2 separate regions of the Mus musculus genome follow, and region 1 is linked to region 2. The links are chromatin contacts, called in public HiChIP or PLAC-seq maps. All regions are on one chromosome and are shown on one strand. The core of a region is the stretch at or near the end of the contact, and the rest is flanking DNA. Distances in the headings are between cores, read along the strand shown.

Region 1 (4,116 bases), core at 29-2,528, 52 kb after region 2:
TAAATGAAAAATGTAAGACTTATAGAAGTCTCTTAAAAATTGTCGATGTTAAAAATCTCTACATAAATGTGTACTATAAATGTAGGCTCATTCATTTTAGAAATATTCCTCTTGCACATGAGAGCAACAGTAAAAAAAAAAAAAAAATCTCTACATTGGCTACACATTTTACCTAGCATAGCTTCAGTCCAGTCCTAAAGGGTTCCTAAAATTCAGAAGTATTCCAACTGTATAACACAGAAACACACACCGGCTACTTTGTAGTTTAAATCTGGTTCTCATGGTATTGTTACTATCAATATTATACAGTCTTTTTTAATATTTAATCTTCCTTTACATCTACAACAGTAGTTCTCAACCTTCCTAATGCTGTGACCCTTTAATATAGTTCCTCATGCTGCAGTAATACCCCCAACTTATAATTATTTTGTTGCTACTTCATAACTGTAATGTTGCAACTATTATGAATCATAATGTAAAAATCTGATCTGCAATTCCAGGGGTCCACAGGTTGTAGACCATTAATCTATGGGATTCTTAAAATCAACTGTCCCTTTTCCTTCTGTATTTCTAATCTCTTTAAGTTAATAGCAGTAAGGAAGTTAGGTAAATTAGGTAAGGAAGTCTGCCCTGACTGTGATGTCCAGTCTCTTGGTTTGTTCTTCAGGTTGGCTTTGGCTAGTCACCCTTTACCTCAGATCTTTGATTACAGAACCCATCATGTGGAAATGATACCTTGACCTCAGCATGCAGGTTGAGGACCCCAGCAATTTTAACAGTAGAACAAAAACCTAGTGCGTTATTGTGGCAATGTAGTGACTATTCTGTTAAAAGAGCAGAGATTTTAAGTTGGTTGTTGAAAACTGTTGAAAACTATGGGTTTAGTTTCACTTTGTTTTTTGATTGTTTTTTTTTTTTTTCCCAAACATTCTCCCCTTGGTTTACATTGCCCAGTTAAGAATTTAAAAGGACGCCTTTGCTAAAGCCTCAGGTTCCACCTGGTTTGGGGGTGAAAGCACAGGAAGCCACTGCATTTTGCATAGTTTCCATTTGAAAAGGTCTACCAGCCCGGGTTCTCTTTCAGGGTGGGCCAGGCTTCCGGGAACCTTGGCCAAGCCTTTAGATAAACCTGCTGGAGGTTGGGATTTTGTATCAGATCCTCAAATGCCACTCAGCTAGTTCCACCTTTGAAAAGCTGCCATTGTAATGTCCCCAGAGTGTGCATAGCCATTCCTAAAGGGTGAGGTGGACTGACACCTCGTAGTGTAATGTGGGGGAGAATTTTTCAGCCACTTGGCATTTGTTCACTCTAATTGGGAAACCAGACAGGCTGGGTTATAGAGGCTCTGGTGTCAGGCAAAGTATTTGAGGAAGGAATTTCTTTTGATGTCTCAACAAAAGGATTTTCAAGTAAATAGCTTGGAGACCTATTTAATTCTTTTTCTTTTTTGCTTTGTTTCTTCCTTTACTTAAACATTCATCAATGCAACCAATATTCACCAAGCATTCCTACAGGCCAGGTGTGTTTTAAATGCCTGTCATTGTGACAACACCTGAGCAGATCAACTCAGGAAAACACTTTGTTTGCACTGTGTCAGGAGAGGACAAAAGACCGAAGTGTGTGGCAGAGAAGACTGCTCACTTCATGGATGAGACAGGGATGTCGATATTCCCTTCGAAGGCAGGCCCCAAATGCTCTGTCTTCCATTAGACTTCCTGCCTAAAGGTTTCACTACTTCCTGGGTACACCAGAGTTGATCAACAAAACCTTCAGAGAAAAACCTTTGGGGCACATCTAAGAATCAAACTATGAAACCAATCAGGATGCCATGTGCCCATAATTTCAGCCTTCAAGAGGCCAGTGCAGAAGGCTCACAAATTCAAATGTGAGCCTGAGCTACATAATAAGACACACTATAAAATACAAAACAAACAAATAAAAAACAAAAAATAATCAAACTATAGAATATGCCAAGCCTCATTCTAAGAATTTGAAATGTATCAGCGAGTAAAATATTTAGAGACCTGGAACTCTGTGTATATCATGTTCTAGTAAGAGGAGGAAGATAATCTACTCATTTCTACCAAGTCTATATAGTCTATTAGAACAGAGAGCAAAATGAGCAATCAGGTACATTGCAATGCTAAAAAGGAAGGTTTGCTGAGAAAAGGTTTAAATTTGAAGGACATAGAGAAGTCGAAGCTGGGAATCTTATAGAACACCAGGAAATGGAGGGATGGCTCAGTGGTTAAGGATACCCACAAGTTCAGTTCCCAGCACCCCTGTTGGCACTGACAACTACTTATGACTTTAGCCCCAGGGTATCTGTGTTCACATGCATATGTGTCCCCAATACATATGCATAATTAAGAATAATAAAAATAATCTTTAAGAAAGAAAGCATTCCATCGAGGAAAAAACTAACATAAAAAGACCACTATAAACCAAAAAAATAAAAAAGTAAAAAAAAAAAAAAAGCCGGGCGTGGTGGCGCACGCCTTTAATCCCAGCACTCGGGAGGCAGAGGCAGGCGGATTTCTGAGTTCGAGGCCAGCCTGGTCTACAAAGTGAGTTCCAGGACGGCCAGGGCTACACAGAGAAACCCTGTCTCGAAAAACCAAAAAAATAAAAAAGTAAAAAAAAAGACCACTATAAGTAGTCTGATGCAATATGAGAACCACAGAGAGACTGTGCACAGTAGTGTCACAGTAGTGTCCGGAAATGGTATCAGAGTCACCGCAGGCCAATACATGACCCATAGGCCATGGGAAGATTAAGGCGATTTCTCTGGATGAAAGGGAAACCGTTATTGAAGTTCACATAAAGGAATAGTGCTTTCTGACTTATGTTTCCAAAGGTTCTCTTTGCTGTGCTAGAAGCAGATGATAGATGAACAACAGCAGCAAGAAGAGACTTACTACGAGGCTATTAAAATAGAGGAGAGAACTTCACACTTATAGTAAGAGAAGCTTCAGAAATAGACACCAGCTATTTATAAAGGAAGAACCAACAGTATTACCTAATCAGTTGGATAGCAAATGTGAGAAGCATTTTTAAGAGAGGAGGAGGGAAGAGGGATGGAAAGCGGGATGGAGGGACTCACCTCCGGAGTTCAGTGGTTTCAGTAATTGAGTTGGGGATGTCTATTAGTCCTCCGATCGGAAATATCTTTTGGCATTTAGATCTACAATCATTGGAAATCATTAGCATGGTGTCCACAGTGATGGGTTTATAGACAGATGGAGCTGGGTGTGGGGAAGAAACAAGCCTGCTGTCTCAGTGCTGAGGAGGCTGAGGCAGGAAACCATGAGCTCAAAGATAGCCTGGGCTCAAAACACTGTAAGCATGGCACAGTGTAGAGGGAAGCCGATAGAAGCGCAAGGTGAAATGAAGCAAAGACAAAGTATGGCAGCTCTCACAATGATTTTTTTGTCAGTAAACAGGGGAAGTGGGACAAGAGAGTTAGTATTTTTAAGAGGTGGGACTAGAACGGTGGCTCAGCAATTAAGAGCCCCTGCTGTTCTTCCGCAGGACATCCTGTGGAAGTTCAGATCCCACAATAAAAATAAATCTTAAAAAAAAAAATTAGAGAAATCGCAGCATGTTTAGCATGTTTATACAGGGATGGAAATGGCATGGTTTTGAGGGGTAAATATGGAAGTTTAGAAAAAAGAAGAGAGTGTTACTGGTGCCCAGATTTTGAATATGTCAAAAAGATGGCACCTAACTCACAGACAGAAGAATCTACTTTAAAAGTGTGAGTGCTAGAGACATGGCTCAGTGGTTATGAGCACTGGCTGCTCCTCCAGAGGACCCAGGTTCAAGGCTATAGGGATCTCCTACAGTTATTCCTGCTTACTCAGTAAAGTGTGAAGCAGTTATGTTGAAGGTCAGAAAACAATGTGGGGAGAAGGGAGCTAGAGTAAAGTGAATGACTGAGAGGATGAAACAACAATCAGGAGAAATAAGGACGTTTGTCCACCGTTGGAAGGGGATCATGTCACTCTTATATGACCTGAGGACACTCAGGATTCGTGACTTTTCTCCAGGTATGCACCACACCAATGCATGAACAGGCTAAGCAAAATGCTAGAGTGACTCTGGTTAGACTGTTC
Region 2 (4,281 bases), core at 1,777-4,276:
TGTATTGGTTTCCCTGAAAAGAAATTATGAGCAGCAAACAGCTGATAATGGAACAAGAAGGGGAAGAAACAATAAGCAAAGGAGGCAAACATTAATGCAGCAGCAGACGCATTTGCTGAAGCCGAGGGATTAAAAGCCACTTCCCTTCTCCCTTGGCCACCATTGTGCTAGCAAAAAAGTGAGTGTGGGCCCTCATGTGCCAATTGCATGTGTGTGAGAGATATGGCTATAGATACAGACTCAGCTAAACTACCATCTGTGGAGGAAGAAGGGTGGAGAGCCCCGTCTAGACAAAGATGAGTGAAGCTAGGAGTGCTGGGTTTACAAGGGCTGGTCGGTTACCATGGAAACTAATTGGAGCTAATAAGTAAAGGGACATTTTAACTGTGGGAACAGAATAGGAGGGGCCATTCTTCAATATCACCGTTACCTATTAATCTTTCATTTTAGGAGCGTCCTGCCTCAGTTTCTAGGATGAAGCAATTCATTCTGCAAAGAGCTCCTCCATCCTGCCCCGTCTGACTTTACAATGCTGGATATCATCGTTTTAAAATACAATGTATTTTAAGTTTAGATCTTTCAAGGCAGATTCAACTTCACTCCTTTTCCCTTAAAAAAATAAACTGTTTGCAGATGGCAAGGCGAAAGCAAGGAAAGTAATGGAAACTTCTTAACTTCTAAACCGACACAGCAGAGCAGGGAGGCAGGGAGGCAGGGAGGCAGGGAGGCAGGGAGGCAGGGAGGCAGGGAGGCAGGGAGGCAGGGAGGCAGGCTGCAGAGGGAGGGGAGCCAGGACGTAGCCTGCAGCACCAGCCTCAGGCTTGGACTTGAGCTGATTTTCCCCATCAACAACATTTCAGAACAAGGAAAAAAAATGCATCTTTGTGGACTAGTTTTACAGTCCACCTGAAAGATGGCACGCCCTGCCACTATGCAGAACACAAGACAAGCATGGACCAGGGTCTGTAGCAGCCTTGTAATTTTCACTTTAAAACAAGTTTTAAATGGGACGAATGGGTGAAATGATCAAGAAAAGAGAAGTAATAGCTGAAATTTAATGAAAAGGTCTACAGTGGAGTGTAGACTGAAACGTTCGCATTGAAAAGCGTTTCAAACAATAATGTAAGTCAGAGACGACCCCCAGGGAAATGTCCCATGAAGGGAAGTTACAGGCACAGGGTGGATGAAACATATTGATTTAACACCTTTACAGTTTCTTAAGTTTTACTTTTGTAACTCAACTTACAGTTTAAGAGATTGCAAACTGGCTTAATAATGTCTCCGGGGTCTTTTCCATCTACACAGTTGAGGCAATGCAGAGTTCCAGACTGAGGTCTGGTGGATTAACTATTACCCACTCCTCCAAAAACAAGACAGAATAAAATTGCTCGACAGTAATTGGCACTATTAAATTTTTATGGTCCCCAGGGAAGCCTTAGGCCTGTCCTGCCAATTGCATTGTTGACAATGTCTGTGTTGCTTGTTTCTGGATGTGGGTGCTCAGGAGTCAGGGGTAGCTTAGTGAACTTGTGATACATAGTAAAGCAGACACCTCATAATCACTCTGGGAAGATAATAAGCAAACGAAGTCAAAGCTCCCACCTCCCCATCCTACTCTCCTTGCCTCCTCCTGATGACCCCGTGGGAGAGAGATCACTTCACAGAAACCCTCTCCTGTCCTCTGTGCTTTGGAAACTTGCACCAGAAGCAACTGTAAGCATCCTTATATAACATCACAGAACCTTGCGAGACAACAACAACAAGAAAGCCAATCAGCCAATGCTGCTTGTAACTGAAAAAATTATTTTCATGACATTGATATGCCAAACACAGCTACCTATCGGTAATCTGGATCTTTTAGGCTTTAGGGAAGTTTAACCCCCTCCCCCACCCTCCCCCACCCTCCCCCACCCTCCCCCACCCTCCCCCACCCCATAAATGATTGGTTTTCTCACCACAAACCTCAAAAGGTGTAATAGTTAAATGTTAGCTTCCAACAGGCACAGTTAGGCAGTAGATGGTATTTAAAATTCCTCTTTACTCTTTAAGATTATCCAAATTCCTTGGATGTCTCATGGAATTTTTGAAAGAATAAGATTTTTTTTAAGTAATGAATTTATTTCTCAATATCTTCTTATATGTAAAAAAAATCTAACACTTTTCTGAATCAGGTTATTAATGTAAATACTTTTATAAATACAATTCAGAAAACTGCATTTTGAAAAAAGTACACAAGAAGGATGTATTTAAACAACCCCAAACTGAAAATATTTCAAAGCAAAATTATTAATGAGACGCTTGAGTTACGCGGATGTAATAAGCACAATTAACTAGAAACCAATAAAAACAATTACTGGCAGAGTGTAGCCTTCTAGTACCAGGAGCTGTAATACCGAGATGGCTGTGGGTGTAGAAAGTGATTAAAAGCCACCTTTATCTAGGAAAGCATGAGTTGCTTTGGAGAAGTAGAGTGAAATGGTTTTCATTGACCGTCTCTCTGGTTTAGCCTGAGAGACACGTGAAGAGCCCAGTGAGAAAAAGAAGTTTCGGCTCAAAGCTGCGACACCACCCCCCAAGCCCTTTCAGGAATGTTTGAGGCGGCCGCCCCCAATCAAAGGGAGGCAGGAGTTTAGATTTCAAAATGTAGATGTCACATTTCAGTGCAAACTACTCCCACATTTAACACTTTATCAGCATGACAAGAAGAATCTTTTATCTCCCGTGGGGTGATGGGGGGAGCGGCTTGCTGAGGACATTGCCCTCAATAGATTAGCTGTAAAAGATTTTTAGTGTTCCTGGGCATCCCACCGAGAACCCCCTCCACCCACCCAGGAGCACAGAGACTTGTGAAAAGTAACGCACAACTGGCCACCAGAATAATTCATTCGCTCTACCTTCCCCGCCGCACCTCCCACTCCTCCTTTTGTAGCAGTTCTTTCTCTCCGAAAATCTCAGGTTACTTGGCTGGGGAGTTCTCCGACCTCCCCGTCCCTGCCCAGCCCTCCGCCTCCAATCCGTAAGAGACTCTCAGCCCCAGCAATTGGATTGGGCAGCCTGTCTTGACACAGCACTGTGCTGAGTGCTTGAGGACGTGTTTCAACAGATGGTTGGGGTTAGTGTGTGTCATCACATTCGAGTGGGGATTAAGAGAAGGAAGGCTGCCCTGCTGGAGCTGTGTGGTCTTCTCCAAGTGAGAGTTGCAGGCAAATCCAAGTACTTGGCTTTGGGAAAGAGGAGGAGGAATTCATTTGCAGCAGCCACAAGAAACGCAGTATTTTCAGGTAAAGTAAAAGACACCAAATCAATTCTCTCTCTCCTCTCCCTCTCCTCCTCTCCTCTCCTCTCCTCTCCTCTCCTCTCCTCTCCTCTCCTCTCCTCTCCTCTCCTCTCCTCTCCTCTCCTCTCCTCTCCTCTCCTTCTCTCTCTCTCTCTCTCTCTCTCTCTCTCTCTCTCTCTCTCTCTCTCTCTCTCTCTCGCCGTAGTTTGGAATGGAATGTAATGCTAGCCCAGCACACTTGTCAAAGCCGGTCCTCGCCGTTCCATCAATGCTGCTATTGTACGACTGACAGATAACAGTGCACATAGCTCTGGCTCGGCTGTCTTTGTAGCGCTAATGCTTCTCCTGCGTTGCTTTTGAAGGTGTAACGAAGATACTGTCTTCGGGAGCCCGGGTGCCTTGAGGTTCCCGTTATAGGCGCAGAAGAGTAGGTGTAGACTGCTCATCAAGGATGGGCAAGGCCAAGAAAGCGTTGATTTTAGCTCTCACCATTAAAGAGTTCACTTTAAACTGTTGCGTTCTTCTCAATAAGAAAAGATTCTTCTAAGCCGGCAGAGTCGGAAACGCTTTGTTAACCGAATTTGTGGAAGGTAGATTGCGTCGATTTGGGATGGAGCAAGAGTGGCTTTTAATCATTTCTGAAGACTAAGTCCGGGAACTCCTCAGGAGAAAAGGGCTGGCTCCCGTCGGTGCAGTCTTTGGGTCGGCTCTGAAACAAAAATACTTAGAGCTGGAAGCCAAGCAAAGAGGGGGGGTAGGGGGAAATGGCTCTCTAACGTAGCCCGGTTGCAGCTGCGGGGGAGCAGATGGATGTAATTCACTTGCAGATCTGTGTGTGAGTTTTACAAGTCAGGAAAAACTAAAGCAGCATAGCTAGGATGGATCATTAAAGTCGCTGCATTTATAGGCTTTAAACAGTGTTAATTAAATGTAAATAGATGTTCAGCCCCGGCTATAAACAAATAAACACAAAGATTTTAATTACAAGTTAGTCATTGGAAATT

The links. HiChIP or PLAC-seq counts read pairs in DNA pulled down with a chosen protein or histone mark.
Region 1: an H3K27ac HiChIP or PLAC-seq map of embryonic stem cells shows a contact between it and region 2, with 10 read pairs. The contact joins the enhancer-like site here to the promoter of Sulf1 in region 2. A contact is called at or near these places in 4 of 484 Hi-C or Micro-C datasets (Sertoli cells, embryonic stem cells and uterus), 7 of 115 datasets of contacts at active chromatin or transcription factors (embryonic stem cells, heart atrium and stem cell-derived epiblast-like cells) and 3 of 9 other capture datasets (adipose tissue, embryonic stem cells and pancreatic islet).

What each region holds. Positions count from the first base shown.
Region 1 is chr1:12,743,628-12,747,743 of GRCm38.p6, forward strand. All of the region lies in intron 2 of Sulf1 (sulfatase 1), which reads left to right. Among named protein-coding and RNA genes, the nearest start is that of Sulf1, 53 kb to the left of the region's middle. Within about 2 kb of position 1,279, at least 39 of the 459 cell types and tissues checked have an H3K27ac peak or open chromatin away from gene starts, as enhancers often do. A contact at or near this core is called in embryonic stem cells, stem cell-derived epiblast-like cells and uterus, where this site is marked.
Region 2 is chr1:12,689,404-12,693,684 of GRCm38.p6, forward strand. Sulf1 (sulfatase 1) reads left to right here and starts at 3,027. Exons shown (of 22, transcript NM_001198565.1): 1 at 3,027-3,281.